2 separate regions of the Hordeum vulgare genome follow, and region 1 is linked to region 2. Evidence: chromatin contacts called from public Hi-C data. All regions are on one chromosome and are shown on one strand. The core of a region is the stretch at or near the end of the contact, and the rest is flanking DNA. Distances in the headings are between cores, read along the strand shown. Region 1 holds the start of LOC123444788 (sister chromatid cohesion protein PDS5 homolog A-B). Region 2 holds the start of LOC123444785 (AUGMIN subunit 7).

Region 1 (7,384 bases), core at 3,352-5,851, 240 kb after region 2:
GTTGATGTAGTGGTACGTATTCACGATCCGTCCCACGAACCGTCCCATGATTCGTCCCGCGAACCGTCTCACGATCCGTTCCATGATCCATCCCGATCAAGTGCCGAATGGACGACACCTCCGTGTTCCGCACACGTACAGCTCGATGACGATCTCCGCCTTCTTGATCCAGCAAGATAACGGGTATGTAGATGAGTTCCCGGCAGCGCGATGGCGCTCCGGTGGTGGTGATGTATTCCTGCACGGCTTCGCCCGAGCTCCGCAGAAAATTGATCTAGAGGAAGAACTATGAAGTAGAGGTTTAGGGTTGCACGTGGCAAAGTTGTGTCTCAACGGCCCTAAACCTCTAGTATATATAGGAGGAGGGAGGAGGCAGCCTTGGCGCATCAAGGGAGTCTCCCTTGGGTCGGCCAAAGTGGAGGAGGGAGGAGTCCTCCTCCAATCCCACTTGGATTAGGACTCATTCCTTAATTTCCCACCTCTTTTGGATTTTCCACTTTTTCCTCATGGGCTTTCCTTGGATGACTTTGTCAGCCCATTATACCTTATTGCATATCCAATAAACCCATGTGGACCCCTTGGGGCATGGTGGGCCCAGCCAGTGGGCCCCCGGAACCCATTCGTCACTCCCGGTACACTGCCGGCAATGCCTGAAAACCTTCCGGAATCCAAATAGCAACTTCCTATATATCAATCTTCGTTTTCAGACCATTCCGGAACTCCTCGTGACGTCCGGGATGTCATCCGGGACTCCAAACAAAAATTCGGTCACCAACACATATAACTAAACTATACCAAAACGTCACAAACCTTAAGTGTGCAGACCGTGCGGGTTCGAGAACTATGAAGACATGGCTTGAGACACTCTCTGGTCAATAACCAACAGTGGGACCCGGATGTCCATATTGGCTCCTACATATTCTACGAAGATCTCTATCGGTTGAACCTCTATGTCAAGGATTCATATAATCCCGTATACTATTCCCTTTGTCCTTCGTATGTTACTTGCCCGAGATTCGATCGTCGCTATTACCATACCTAGTTCAATCTCGTTACCGGCAAGTCTCTTTACTCGTTTCGTAATATACAAGATCCCGTAACTAACACCTTAGTCACATTGTTTGCAAGGCTTATTGTGATGTTGTATTACCAAGTGGGCCCCGAAATACCTCTCCGTCACACGGAGTGACAAATCTCAGTCTTGATCCATGCCAACCCAACAGACACCTTTGGAGATACCTGTAGAGCACCTTTATAGTCACCCAGTTACGTTGCGACGTTTGATAACCCACAAGGTATTCCTCCGATGTTCGGGAGTTGCATGATCTCATGGTCATAGGAACAGATACATTGACATGCAGAAAATAGTAACAATAAACTGACACGATCATATGTTATGTTTATAGTTTGAGTCTTGTCCATCACATCATTCTTCCAATGATGTGACCCCGTTATCAAGTGACAACACTTGCCTATGGCCAGGAAACCTTGACCATCTTTGATCAACGAGATAGTCAACTAGAGGCTCACTAGGGACAGTGTGTTGTCTATGTATCCACACATGTATTTGAGTTTTCAATCAATACAATTCTAGCATGGATAATAAGCGATTATTATGAACATGGAAATATAATAATAACCAATTTTATTATTGCCTCTAGGGCATATTTCCAACACAAGGTGGATGCTCATTTCGGTATTGGAAAGAAGAATACATCGATTTATTGATAGAAAGAAACTTAATAGATGTTCGTGCAATCCTTAGTATAATTGAGGCTAACGATGCAGCTGCATGTGCAATTAGAGACGATTTTAGAGGGGAAGCAACGTCTAATTCTTTAGAAGAAGAATGAAGAATGTAATATGAAGAATCCCAGATCAACAATGAATGCATGGAGAAGATGTTAATCCAACTAGTGGGAGCAGTTATGGAAGTTGGATATCTTCTAAAATGCATAATTATGGTTCTTGTTTTTTTGGTCTTGCTGTTTTAGCATAGATTTGGTGAATTATGATGTATACAATGCCTTTGAAAAAATAAAGAAGCAAATAAAATGTTTTCATGTTTAAAATTGGAAGGGAAATAACAGATTTTGCGGGACGGTGTGGACGGCGTCGAGCACACCCCGCAAAACGGACCCGTATAAAAGGATATTCGCTCACGCCGGCCCGCAAAAGCGTTTTTTCGCGAACTTCAAGCGACTTTTGCGGGTCGGTTTTGTACGGAGTCTGCTAGAGATGGTCTAAAAAATGGATGGTAAAAGCGGACAATTAAAAGGAATGAACCGCACGATGAGCAGACATGCAAGGAAACCTTTAAAAGAAATGAAGGACGTGGTGCATCTGTTAAATGGATTGATCTCATTGTTGGTGTGTTCAAACAAGAAAAGAAAAAATGATTGTGGGCTACATGGACAATGACACATTTAAACTAGATTAGCCATAATAATAATCAAAATGGTCCCTCAGCTCATCTGCATCTGATGAAAAGCAAAATATAAAAAAACTGAACCTTTTTGGCTCATAAGATGCTAAAGTGCGTGCAAAATTTCGGGGTGTTTGGACCTTCGAGGAGCATGTGACAAAAAAGACAAAATCAGCTCCAAGCAGTTTTTCACATCATCCAAAGGAACATCTTGCACTCCAAAAATCACTTTTATATTTATTTTCTTGATTTTACTATTCATTGCTGGAAGAATCTGGGCACGGGAGCCACAACGCTACATCCTCACATTGGAGATATCCTTACCACCGGAGCTAAGGCTTACTTCATGATTAATGTGCGACTGAGGCTCATAAGATGGTCCCTCGGCTCATCTGCATTCGATGAAAAGAAAAATATCAACAAAATCTGAATCTTTTTTGGCTCGCAAGATGCTAGAATGCGTGTAAATTTTCGGGGCATTTGGACATTTGAGGAGCGTGTGGCAAAAAAGACAAAATCAATTTCAAGCAGTTTTTGACATCACCCAAAGGAACATCTTGCACTAAAAAAATCATTTTTTTCTTCTTTGTCGATTTTACTATCCATTGGTGGGAGGATGTGGGCATGGGAGCCACAATGCCACATCCTCGCATTGGAGATATCCTTACCATCGACGCTAAGGCTAACTTCGTGATAAATGTGCAACTCACGCTAAGTGGTCCACCAGTCTAATAATGCATGACAAAGGGGGTAACATAGTCCCCGCGTTTCTTCAAGACTTTGACGTGCGCCTCCGTGCAGGTGGTGACACTGTCTGGATATAGTGTTGCATCGATGGTCGTTTTGGTCATGGGGTGACTAGCGTTTTTCTCGTAGCGGAGCATGAAGTGTTGTGCTTGTAAATACATATTTTTTTCATTGCAATGCACGCGCATATGTCCGAGTGCTTGTCTAATGGAAAAGTCTTTGTCCTTTGGACCCCAACTTTTTTTAAAAAAGAGAAAAGAAAAAACCCCGTAGTGTGGTAGTGGGTTGAATTGGGCTAGTGCATGCCTTCCCTAGCCTCGACCCAATCCGTCTCATCCGATGCTCCGAGCGCGGGAGCTGCTTCCCATGGGCGGCAAACCAATTTGCGTGGTGTCGTGGTCCTCCCGACTCCTCGAGCGAGTGTTCTTGAAAGGAAAAAACTAATTTCTTGAGTTTTTTCTTCGACCGCTGCTATGGGTCAGACGGATGATTTCATGAAGAAATCATCCGCTAGCGAGCCGTTAGATCTGGCGCTCGATCTGGCGGTGCATCCGTAGCAGTAGGTGTTGTCCATGACAACATTAAGCGTCGGCAAAAGCTTCATAGCAACACCAGCAGCGAGACGAAGCTGTAACGGAGCACCGGCGCCGCAGGTGAAGCTCCGGTGCAGCACCGGCGAAGCTCCATTGCAACTCTGATCGAGCTTCATTGCAACCTCGACAAAATCTTCGACGGCTCCGACGAAGCTCCGTTGCAACTCCGGCAGAGCTCCATTGCAGCCCTGCCGGAGCTCCAACGCAACACGATGCTCCGGCGCAACTCCATTGCAACTGCGGCCGATCTCCATTGCACACGCAACAAAGCTCCTAAATAGCACCGACGTCTCCGGCGGAGCTGAATTGCAACTCCGATGCTTCGCAACACCGCACCTTGTGACGAAGCATGTAATCTTCCCCGGAACCGATGAGATCGCCGCAAGAACCGCGGCCGGGGCCGAGAGAGACATCGCTAGCAAGGAGGGGATTGCTCGAGACAGACGACGAGGTCTGAATGACAGAGAAGATAATGCTGCATCGGTCCGCAGGGACACGTGGCGAGAGAGGGAAGCTATTTAAGAGGTGGGAAAATCATCCGCCTGATTTTAAGTGTTTTTATTTTTCTTTGCGAAATACATTTAGGTTACGGGTTTTACCATCAGCATTCGCATGTAGCGTGAAACAGCTATCAGTCTCGCATACCCTGTTTTGTTTTTATCCTGGGGCATTATTTCTTTTTCACATTCGCTCCTCTGGTTAAGCAGAATATAATCTGGGTCCTTGGGGGAAATGTCGCCGGCAGTGGCAGGTGCGTGCGTGCTCCGGAGGGTGCAACGGCAAAATAGCCTGCCGTCCCCAACCCCAAACACGCCCGCCCCTCTCTGAGACGGACTGCCTTTTCCCGTACTCGCAATTCCATCCATGGCCTCCCCTCCCCTCCCGGCCCTCACCCCAACCCCCACCGCCTCCTAGCCCACCAGCCCAGGGTTTCGCGCCCCGAGATCGAAGCCGCCGCCGCCGCCGGCGCAATGTCGGGCTCGCCGGGGCAAGTCGTGAGCGAGGTCGGCAAGCGCCTCGCGCAGCCGCGCCTCGGCAAGGACGCCCTCGTCAAGCTCCTCAAGGTGACCGCCCCCGTCCGTCCCGCAACAGTCCTCATCCGATCTAGACCCGCTCGCTCCCGTTCCCGTTCCTCGCGAGACGCTGTGCTGCTTTTGGGGCTTTGAAGTTGGCTTGAAGGGCACCGCTGATTTTAGTGGTTTTTTTTGGGGTTTCTCGAACACTGACTGTAGTGGCACCTGCTAGTGCTGAAATTCGAGGTAGCTGTGGTTCATGAGTCCGCTCTAACCTCTATGGGACTAGGAGGGCCGTGGGTACTGATGGCTTGACGAATTCGAGCATGATGTAGCAATTCGTGGGATGGGGCACACATGGGCATGCTGAAGAGGTTTAGGTTGTATGTTCCCCATGCTTATGTTTCACATGACAGTTTGAGCAAATCTAGCCTTGGAGGTGTTTAGTGTCAAGTCAGCATTGGTCTAGGGTGTTTATGATTACTCATAACGTTTCCCCTTCTGTTTAAAAGAGGTACCAGTCCCTGCCAACTGGAAGCAGTCAGAGAGCGTTCAGTTCATTCTCACATATTTATATTTTACTGGCAAACAATTTTGTGAGTATCTGTTGTTTCAAGTTTGCCTGTTTGTGAATTGCTAATATGAAGGAAGGTACTAGTAATGGAGTCTTATGGATAAGGAATAAAGGGGATATGATTTTTCAGGCTTCAACCTATTCATTATCTTAAACGTCAACAACATTTGAGTATTTCGATCCATTTTACATGATAAACAGGTCAACTGGAGATCAAGTGGGTTAATTTCGGTCCTTGCCTTTTTCCTGAAACAGATAGTTGCCTTTTTACTGTTATACGAGAATACAGTTTTGATCTGGCTGTACTGTACTTGTATTTGATCGAGTGTTTGGGGGAGTTTAGAGCAATGGCTTTGTACAAACACATTGTTGGATCTCTACCTGAACTGTTCTCTAGCTCTCATTAGGGGTTACATATTTGCATACTTTTGTTCAATGCATGTATACTATGACAACCCCCTCCGACAGTTGAACCTTGAACCTATTAAGACAGGGATGCAGGCTAGCTCACTGTAATCATCCGAAGGAAAAAGAGTAGCGCATTAATACTTTACAGCTTGACATTTTCTTTAATTGGTTGTTTCTTTTCATTATTTTTTCTCTGAATATATTTGAATTTACTTCCATAACATCTTTTTGTTATTATCTGCAGCAAGCTGAAAGTGCTTTATCAGAGTTGAGTCAGTCCTCCTCTCTGCATGATGCTCTAAGTCCTTTGAGTAAATCACTGGTCCAGACCACTTTACTTAGCCACAAGGACAAGGATGTCAGACTTCTTGTTGCTGTCTGCTTCATTGAAGTTATGCGAATCCTTGCACCTGATCCACCTTTTACTGACGAAATATTTAAGGTATTTAACACTCATGACTTTCCATGCTTGTCTGTCAGTGACTTCTTGTACCGTTACCATTTAGAGTTGTGAAAATATGAAACACTACCTAACAGTCATATTGTCAGATTATTTCTGTAACATTATCCATTTTTGGTTTTTGAGTTATTTAATGTCAAAGAACAATTGGGATAAGGGCCACACTCCTATAACACTATGTCAACTGTTTTATCTCAGGAAATATTTAGGCTCTTCATCAGCGAATTTTCAGGGCTTGCAGACACTGGGAGTCCATATCTTACGCGAAGGATGAAAATATTGGAGAATGTTGCTGCGCTTAGGTGCTCTGTAATTATGGTTGACACTGGTTGTCAGGATTTGGTTCTTGATATGGCCAAAATATTCTTCTCGGCAGCGCAGTAAGACTTAATCTACCACTCTTGTTGTTATACGCCTATATTTTGTTACAACAAAAAATCAAGCTTAAATTCTGATGCTCATTTATCAGTATCTTTCAATTGTAAATACATTGATCTTACTCATACTGACTTTGATTTGAAAATCACGAGTACATTTTTCACTTATGTCCTATCAATCGGTTTCTTTTTGTGCCGTCTTCCCATTTTGAGATTTTGGAATTCTGAAATCATCAAGATATCCAACACTGTGTATCACATCATCAAGATCTCCAATACTGTTTACCGCAAACTGTAAATATGCTATGCTATGTTTGTTCTTCCATTGAGATGGCTATTTCTACGTATTATTATTGTTATTTATGGAGAAAGCTATGAACTCTCAAATCGCCAGGTTCCCATTTCCATGTATCACAGTAAATGCCAGTGTGCACTATCATGTTTGCTGTAGAACTTTTCAATACATAATGGGATCTCATGGGTTCCTTATCAAGTGCAACGGGCGATGTACCTAGTGTATGGAGTTGATTTGGTGAACATCTCTTGGCCACAAAAGAGTTGCATATGCTCCTTGTTATACTAATTCTCTTGTTGTCCTTAGACATGTTAAGTAATTGGCGCATTCATTTTCCTTAAATGAATTTATACTCATAACCAAACTGTTATCCTTGGCTCTGCAAGAGCAGAAATTCCATCATGCAAGTAGCTTGCCCTACGTTCTGTGTGCTAATTCATGACGTGCTCATATTTAAAGTTGTCTGCCACACATAATTACTGTTTCTGAAAA
Region 2 (7,111 bases), core at 788-3,287:
ATTTATAAGTGCAATGAAAGGATCCTCTCTTGAGGAGTACACACCTATTCGTCAACAACTGGGTAAATATTAACCTCACGGCAAATGATAAGACAAAAAACTATTTGAAGACCAAGTAAATCAACTTTGTTAACAAATTTAAATGCCAGAAAATATGAGAAGAGATATATGTACCTCGCATAGAAGAGTGAGAATTAGGTAGTTGATTGTCACATTCCGATACAGAGCTAGCGTAAAGCAAATGAGCAGAATAAGGTGATGCATCAGAATCCCAGGAATCCATCCACTGTATAGCCGGTAGCGGAGCATATCCAATTGGTCATAAGCAAAGTAGCCACATGAAAAGCACAGAGCAGAATATGCTCCAATCCAACTGCTACCAACTAATTCTTCATGCTGAAACATGTTCTCAAGGCCCTTGGTGCGCCATTGGCACAACAGAACAAAGATAACTGCAAGTCGAGATAGGAGTGAGATAGAGATCAACAAGCCTAAGAATTAAATAACACATGGCAGCATCAATGGAACAAACTAAAGAGATAAATATCTACCAAAAAAAAAATTAGTAAGCTTTCGAGAATATGCATTACACACCTATGTAGCCATCCATTTAAAAGAAGGGTCAACAATTTTAAATACTGCAGAGGGAAGGCTCTACAACTTCCTAACTATCTTGAGCAGCACCTCTAAATCTAATGGCACATATCCGACCATCTAGGACATAAATTTCCATTTCTATCATTTTGCTTAGCCATTGTCAATTTGGCGCGAGAGATTTACTGGCAATAAGTATGTGCGAAGAAGTAGTGCATGAAAAGTGATGTTGTTAGAAAGGTAGCGTTCTAAAAGTCAGCCGCCTAGTGCAACTAGAGGGCCACCAGGCACTAGGTGACACCCTTCCTGCTAGCCATTTTATCCCTCCTAGGCCCACCTAATTGGTGTTTAGGCACTAGGTGCTGATTTGCCGCCCAACTGACAGACAAAATGGAGATATTTGGTGCCAAACTAGTGAACTCTTCTGAACACACTTTATACCATCACCATTCTTTTTAAGGGTTGGCAATTTTGAATGGAAAACATGGAAGTATTTGCACGCAAGGCCATTGCATGGTTGCCACATTTACATGGAAACTGAAACCATGCAACCTCTAGAAGCCGAACATGCTATAAACAGCGAGGTAGCAAGCAATATGGGCTTTGAGAAATCCTGCACAATTTCAGCCAATCGAAGCTCAAACGGAGACAATTCTCAACAGCAGAAGTAAGCAGCATCACAGTGAACAACGATACTAACACTAACAGTACATAGCTCATAGTGCTCCCTTTTGTCCAGGGCCGACCAAATTGCATCAAGCTTCAAGCATCAACGGGTTTACGGACTGATTAATCTGCCGCGCCCTCTCTATCCCCACCAAATTCGCGCAACGCTGGAAGTCAACTAGGCGGGCGTACCCTTTCTTCTACTAGGCGATTAACCCAAAGCACGTGCACGGGAAAAGCGACGGGACGAAATGTGAGGGTTCGGGGAGGGGGGGAGAAAGAGAGGCGAGACCTGAGGCGGAGGTGAGGGAGGAGTGGAGCAGAGAGACGGCGGTGTTGACGAAGAGCGGGTCGCGGGAGACCGCGGCGCGGACGGCGGTGTTGGCGGCCTGGAAGAAGGCGAAGCCGGCGGCCACGGCGGCCAGCTCGCGGCGGCCCCGCGCGCCGATCTCGAACCCCACCGACACGGCCCACAGCACCAGCGTCGCCGCGAAGAAGGCGCTCGTGTCGCCCGCGCCGGCGCGGCGGGGCGGCGGCATGCGGGCGTCGTGGCGAGCCGAGAGCCGCACCCGTCCACGCGCTAGCCGCCTAGCCCCCTCTCCCCTCTCCGTCGGCCGCTTTGGTTGGACCGCTCGCCTGTTGCTTTCCGGGCCTGGAACCCGACACGCGGGCCCCATCTCCCATCTCTAGTCTCTAGGAGATAGAGAGAGAAGCGATCCTTCGAAATTTGAAACGAAAATAATTCGGTGGGTAGAAAGAAGAAAAGAAATGCCCCGAGCGTAACGTCATCCATCTCGCTCGCTGGGCCGTCCCCGTCGGCTCGATCCCCACAGCCCAACGACCACCAAGCCGGCCGGCCGCCGCGAGCGGGGAGGATTGGTTCGCCATGGCGTCGAAGCAGATGGAGGAGATCCAGCGGAAGCTGGCGGTGCTGGCCTACCCGCGCGCCAGCGCGCCCGCGCAGTCGCTCCTCTTCGCCGGCGTCGAGCGCTACCGCCTCCTCGAGTGGCTCTTCTTCCGGTACGTGCGCCACCGCCCGCCCCCCGCATTTCCGCCCCGACCGAGCCTCCGCCGCGTGTTCCGGCGCGGGTTTCGGGGCTCGTAGGGTTTCCGAATTGAGGGTTTCATCTGCTGACCTGCTGCTGCCGCTGTGGTCCGGAGGCTGCTCGGCGACAGATCGCCCTTCACGCAGCAGAACTGGCAGGGGGACAGCCTCGACCGCGACGAGGAGAACAGCAGGATCCAACGTAAGGTTTCTGCACACCTGTTTCGCGGCGCTGGATTGGGAAATGCTTGCTCGCGCCTGGTGCTGATGGTTGGTTGGGGTTGTGCAGACTTGGCGGAGATCGCGAATTTCCTCGGTATCACGCCTTCAGTCGACACTGAGGCGATTCAGGTAAGAGGAATGCAGCTCTTTGTTCTTTGAGGCTTACATTTGTTGAGTATTAGCTTTTGTTACTCACGGATGACAGATCTCTGGCGTGTAGTGTGGTGAGAATCACAAACTCAGATCCAGCGTGTCTCATCTTTTGTGGGATTGCAGGGCAGGGGCAGCTACGACGAGCGGGTGGAGCTCCTCCGTCTAATTGTTGACTTGGTGGAAGCTAGCTGCTATGCCGACAATCCAGAGTGGAGGTTGGTTTTACACTTTACTGTCTGTGGCATACTTTTGCTATGCTGATTATACGAAAGCATTAGTCACTGATAATCAGTAGCTATTTCAGTTAAACATTTTCCAGCACTGTAAACAGAAAGGAATATTTGATGTAAAATGCTCTTCATTGTACCGAAAGTATTAGATGCTGTTTTAACCTCGGTATTAGGGCATCTGATATATAAATTACCTGACAAATTGCTCCCTGGTAGTGTTGATGAGCAGTTGGCAAAGGATGTACAACTTGTAGATTCCATTGCTGAGAAACAGGCGCAAATTTTTTCAGAGGAGTGCAAGCTTTTTCCTGCAGATGTCCAAATACAATCAATTTACCCCCTGTAAGTGCAACCATTATATTCTTGTCATCAATTGTATTATTTAGAAGTTTCAGAGTTATAGCACCCATATAATTCCTTAAATGGTTTGAATCTATGTTGCTGTCTTGTGACTCCCAGTTGACAAGCAATTTCAAGAACCACCACCATTTCACTGAGTTAAATTATCATTTTGCAGGCCTGATATAGCAGAACTAGAGTTGAAGCTCTCTGAGTATACCAAAAAGATGTCAAATCTGCAACAGATGGTTCAGGAGCTAGCCTCAAAGGTATAAATTCAGCATTGGATCCTACTTCAGTATTCGTACAGCTGTGATTTGATCGTATATATAAAATAGACTTGTACACTTTTAGCTGAAATTCCCGTGAATAGCATGTTTGTTAGTTTGTTGACTGTACTCTGCAGTATACTATTTGTGCTAACAGTGTAGTCTCTGCTGTCCAGTATGACTATAATCCAAACGAAGACTATGCCGAGACAGAGTTGAAGTTGAGGGAACATTTGCAATCATTTCTTGAAACAGTTAAATCCTTCAATATGATATACACTAAGGTGAATATCTTATGCATCGTTATGTAATTTTCTCCCTGTACCTCCTCTTTATATTCCAGACAAGCAACCTTGACATGAATATCATTTGTACTTCTGATTATCATTTTCCATGTGTTTTGAGATGTTAGTTGATAGAAGTTATTTGGCACTGTAGGAAATTCATCCTTGGACCCACATGATGGAGGTGCCACAATTGCATGGGTTTGGTCCAGCTGCTAACCGCTTGTTAGAGGCTTATAACACACTTTTAAAGGTACTATCTGAATTTTTCTATTCGTTTATTGATCACTTTGTTGCTCATTTGAATTTCTTGTCTATCTCTGGCCTGCATCTCATGATCTGGTTATTTGAACTTTTGATTGGATGAAATAGTAAAAGTTCATTTGTTAGTAGGCATTCAGTATGTCATAATACTGTCATAGTTCTATGACATTTCTTTCAAGTTTCAATGCACTTGTTATTATTATAGGCAAATTATTTTCCTGCAACATGAACTTAATGCACAGGACAGATGTTTGTTTTTCCCTGTGAAAAACTCAAAAATAGTTTCCGTACTAAACCTTACTGGTGTTATTTTTGAAATGCTGATGGCCGGCAATAATATCTTTTTAACTCTAGCCGACAGGAATTAAACACCCTGCTGCAAATTTAGAATCAAATCTGACTAGCTTCAAATATCTACAAGCCTGGAAGTTATGTTTAGTATAAGAAATACCAAATATCTGGCTAGCTCCTTGTATTCTGCTCTATGAAACATCTCCAAAATATTAGTATGAGATAACATGGTATGGCTTTATGTAGAATTACACAGTATCATCTACTGTGTAAGTGTTGACAGTTCATAGCTCTTATAATCCATGTCCTTTCAAGTAGTTAGCATACTCTGGCTAAGTGTTGACAGTGTTAACCTTACTCATACAAACATGCTTTGACTTGAGTGTTTTATTTGTGATGTGCAGTTCCTTGGAAATTTGAGGAGCCTGCGAGATTCATATACAGCAATGGCAGCTGGGTCACTTTCAAATTCAAGCGAGCCTTCATCCGTCACAAAAATCATTTCAGACTGTGAATCCGCGCTCACGTTCTTAAACAACAGCCTTGCCATCCTTTCAACTTCCGTGGCACGGGAGCAGGGTGAAACGCTGTGATTTTATGGCCGTCTTATACCAAGATTCAACTCTGGTACACGGGTGTAAGCTTGTAGTGATTCAGTTGTTTGCCTTTTGGTTTCAGTTGAGGCGCGGAGTAAAGCTTGTGTTCCCATTGTCGGTGTGGTTGTGTATTTGTGTGTGGTTGTTGATTCTTTTGCAGTTGTAACTTGTGACGTTCAGTGAACAATTCTTATAAATTTGGTAGCATAGCACTAGTTAACTGTGTTCCTACAAGGTGCATTCTTTGACTGACTGGCATATTATCCAATACACTGTCTATCAAGATGGGCTTTGTCGTATAAAAGTTTATAGAGGGAGTATTTGTGTTGTATTAATTAAGGAAAAAAATACAATGGAAACAGAAAATATCCTATGAAAACTTAGGAATGTGTATGTCCTTCACTACGGAACACCGCCACCGTCATCTTATATTAGTGGAGAAATGGCTAGCCACAACTCTTGATCGTCACGCACCGTTTCTAACCAACGTCAGCAATAATATTTTTAAATAGTGATTTCGTTGGACAAATTTAAACAATAATATTTTTAAATAGTGATTTCGAAATGGCTAGGCACAACTCTTGATCGTCACGCACCGTTTCTAACCAACGTCAGCAATAATATTTTTAAATAGTGATTTCGTTGGACAAATTTAAACAATAATATTTTTAAATAGTGATTTCGTTGGACAAATTTGAACCCTTGTCCTCCTCTCGATCCCCGCCGTCGCCCCGCCCGACACTCAACCCGACGCCGCCAAACGATGCCCCGCTCGACGCCGCCCCGCCCGCCCCTACCAACGCCGTCGGCCCCGCCGACGCCGCCCACCATGTCATATCAAAAGAGTTATGTAAAGAAGTATTGTAGTTGTCAAATTTTAGCTAGTTTGTTTTAGGAATGCGGTTCTGGCTAGTTTGTTTTAGGAGTGCAGATGACGACTGGGTTTTTAGGTTTTTTTGTAAAATTCAGAGAAGAAAATCTAGGTAAAAAATGCAGAAGCTTAAAAAAGTCATCTACACATTTATAGAAACTTAGTTCTTCTTTGACATGCATTTGATAGGTTTCAGTGAGAGATTGAATTAACAAATCCCCATCTGTGTGATTATTTATCTATCAAGATTTCAAAGTTGTATAGAAAAAATAGGTATCTACACAGTTGATCTCCTTCTTCCTTTTATGCAGCCGGCACACTCATAATTAGTTTCTCAATTGGAAACATGATAGTAGAAAGTGCAGAAGCTAAAAAGTCATCTACACATTTGTAGAAACCTAGTTCTTCTTTGGCATGCATTTGATAGGTTTCAGCGATACATTTATAGAAACTTAGTTCTTCTCATTTTTGATGCTACATCATGGCCGACTCTAGCATCTGGGAAGGCTCCTCTGAGCACTGGACAACGTTTGCTAAAGATAATGGCAAAGTGAGCACCAACCAGGTAATTATTACAAAACTTCTGCGGGTTTCCCCGTAACAGGAAGATCTGCGAGAACTCTTACCCATATCTTACAATTTCTTCAGAATTGAAACATGCATGGGCACATTGCAATCATCCATATATGTAACTAGGTAATTAAATGTTGATGTTTTGAAACCCTTGCCACGCATATGTAGGAGCTCCACCTTCTCCATCACCCAAAGAGCACAAGACATGTGACGTCGACGTGCTCAATCACGAGCTAATTGCGTCACATGAGAGTACTGTCAAGGCCCTAAAGGAGTTTAATGTTTCCCTGAAAAAGGAGAGAGACAAGATTATTGATGACAATGCTATTGTCAGTCATAAGATTTACAGTCTTGAACGTCAGGTCGAGTTTCTAAGGACTGACATAAGTCACTACAAGAAGGAGATAGAAGTTCTGAAGTCCAAAAACATTAAATTAAAGACGAAAAAAGCCCATTACATGATGAAGGGGGGCATGAACAGGAATAAGCTTCGTGAGCTTAAGTCAGTCCTTGAAAAAACTATGTAGTGTTGAGAGTAGCAAAAATTGATACAGTGTACAGTGAGAAGTTAACTTGGTACTTATTTTTATGAATTTCGTGAAACATTTAGTTTGTGGAGCTGATAGCATCTTTTGTGAACAGCTTAAACATTCAGTCTGTGAATCTAGTACTATTTTTTTTATCTAACATGACAATGCCGGTGTGCCACTCTGT

Evidence for each region. A called contact is a pair of places that touch in the nucleus more often than the background predicts.
Region 1: a Hi-C map of seedling shows a contact between it and region 2, with 5 times the contacts expected there. The contact joins the promoter of LOC123444788 here to the promoter of LOC123444785 in region 2. A contact is called at or near these places in 3 of 6 Hi-C or Micro-C datasets (leaf and seedling) and 1 of 1 datasets of contacts at active chromatin or transcription factors (embryo).

What each region holds. Positions count from the first base shown.
Region 1 is chr3H:536,460,418-536,467,801 of MorexV3_pseudomolecules_assembly, forward strand. It overlaps LOC123444788 (sister chromatid cohesion protein PDS5 homolog A-B), which reads left to right and starts at 4,602. Exons shown (of 28, transcript XM_045121636.1): 1 at 4,602-4,829; 2 at 6,005-6,202; 3 at 6,419-6,600. The coding sequence starts at 4,737.
Region 2 is chr3H:536,219,320-536,226,430 of MorexV3_pseudomolecules_assembly, forward strand. LOC123444785 (AUGMIN subunit 7) reads left to right here and starts at 2,038. Exons shown (of 9, transcript XM_045121628.1): 1 at 2,038-2,280; 2 at 2,422-2,507; 3 at 2,595-2,656; 4 at 2,804-2,895; 5 at 3,127-3,252; 6 at 3,428-3,518; 7 at 3,695-3,802; 8 at 3,957-4,055; 9 at 4,762-5,168. The coding sequence starts at 2,147. The coding sequence ends at 4,950. LOC123444786 (TLC domain-containing protein 2) reads right to left here and starts at 1,952. Exons shown (of 3, transcript XM_045121629.1): 1 at 1,553-1,952; 2 at 175-452. The coding sequence starts at 1,937.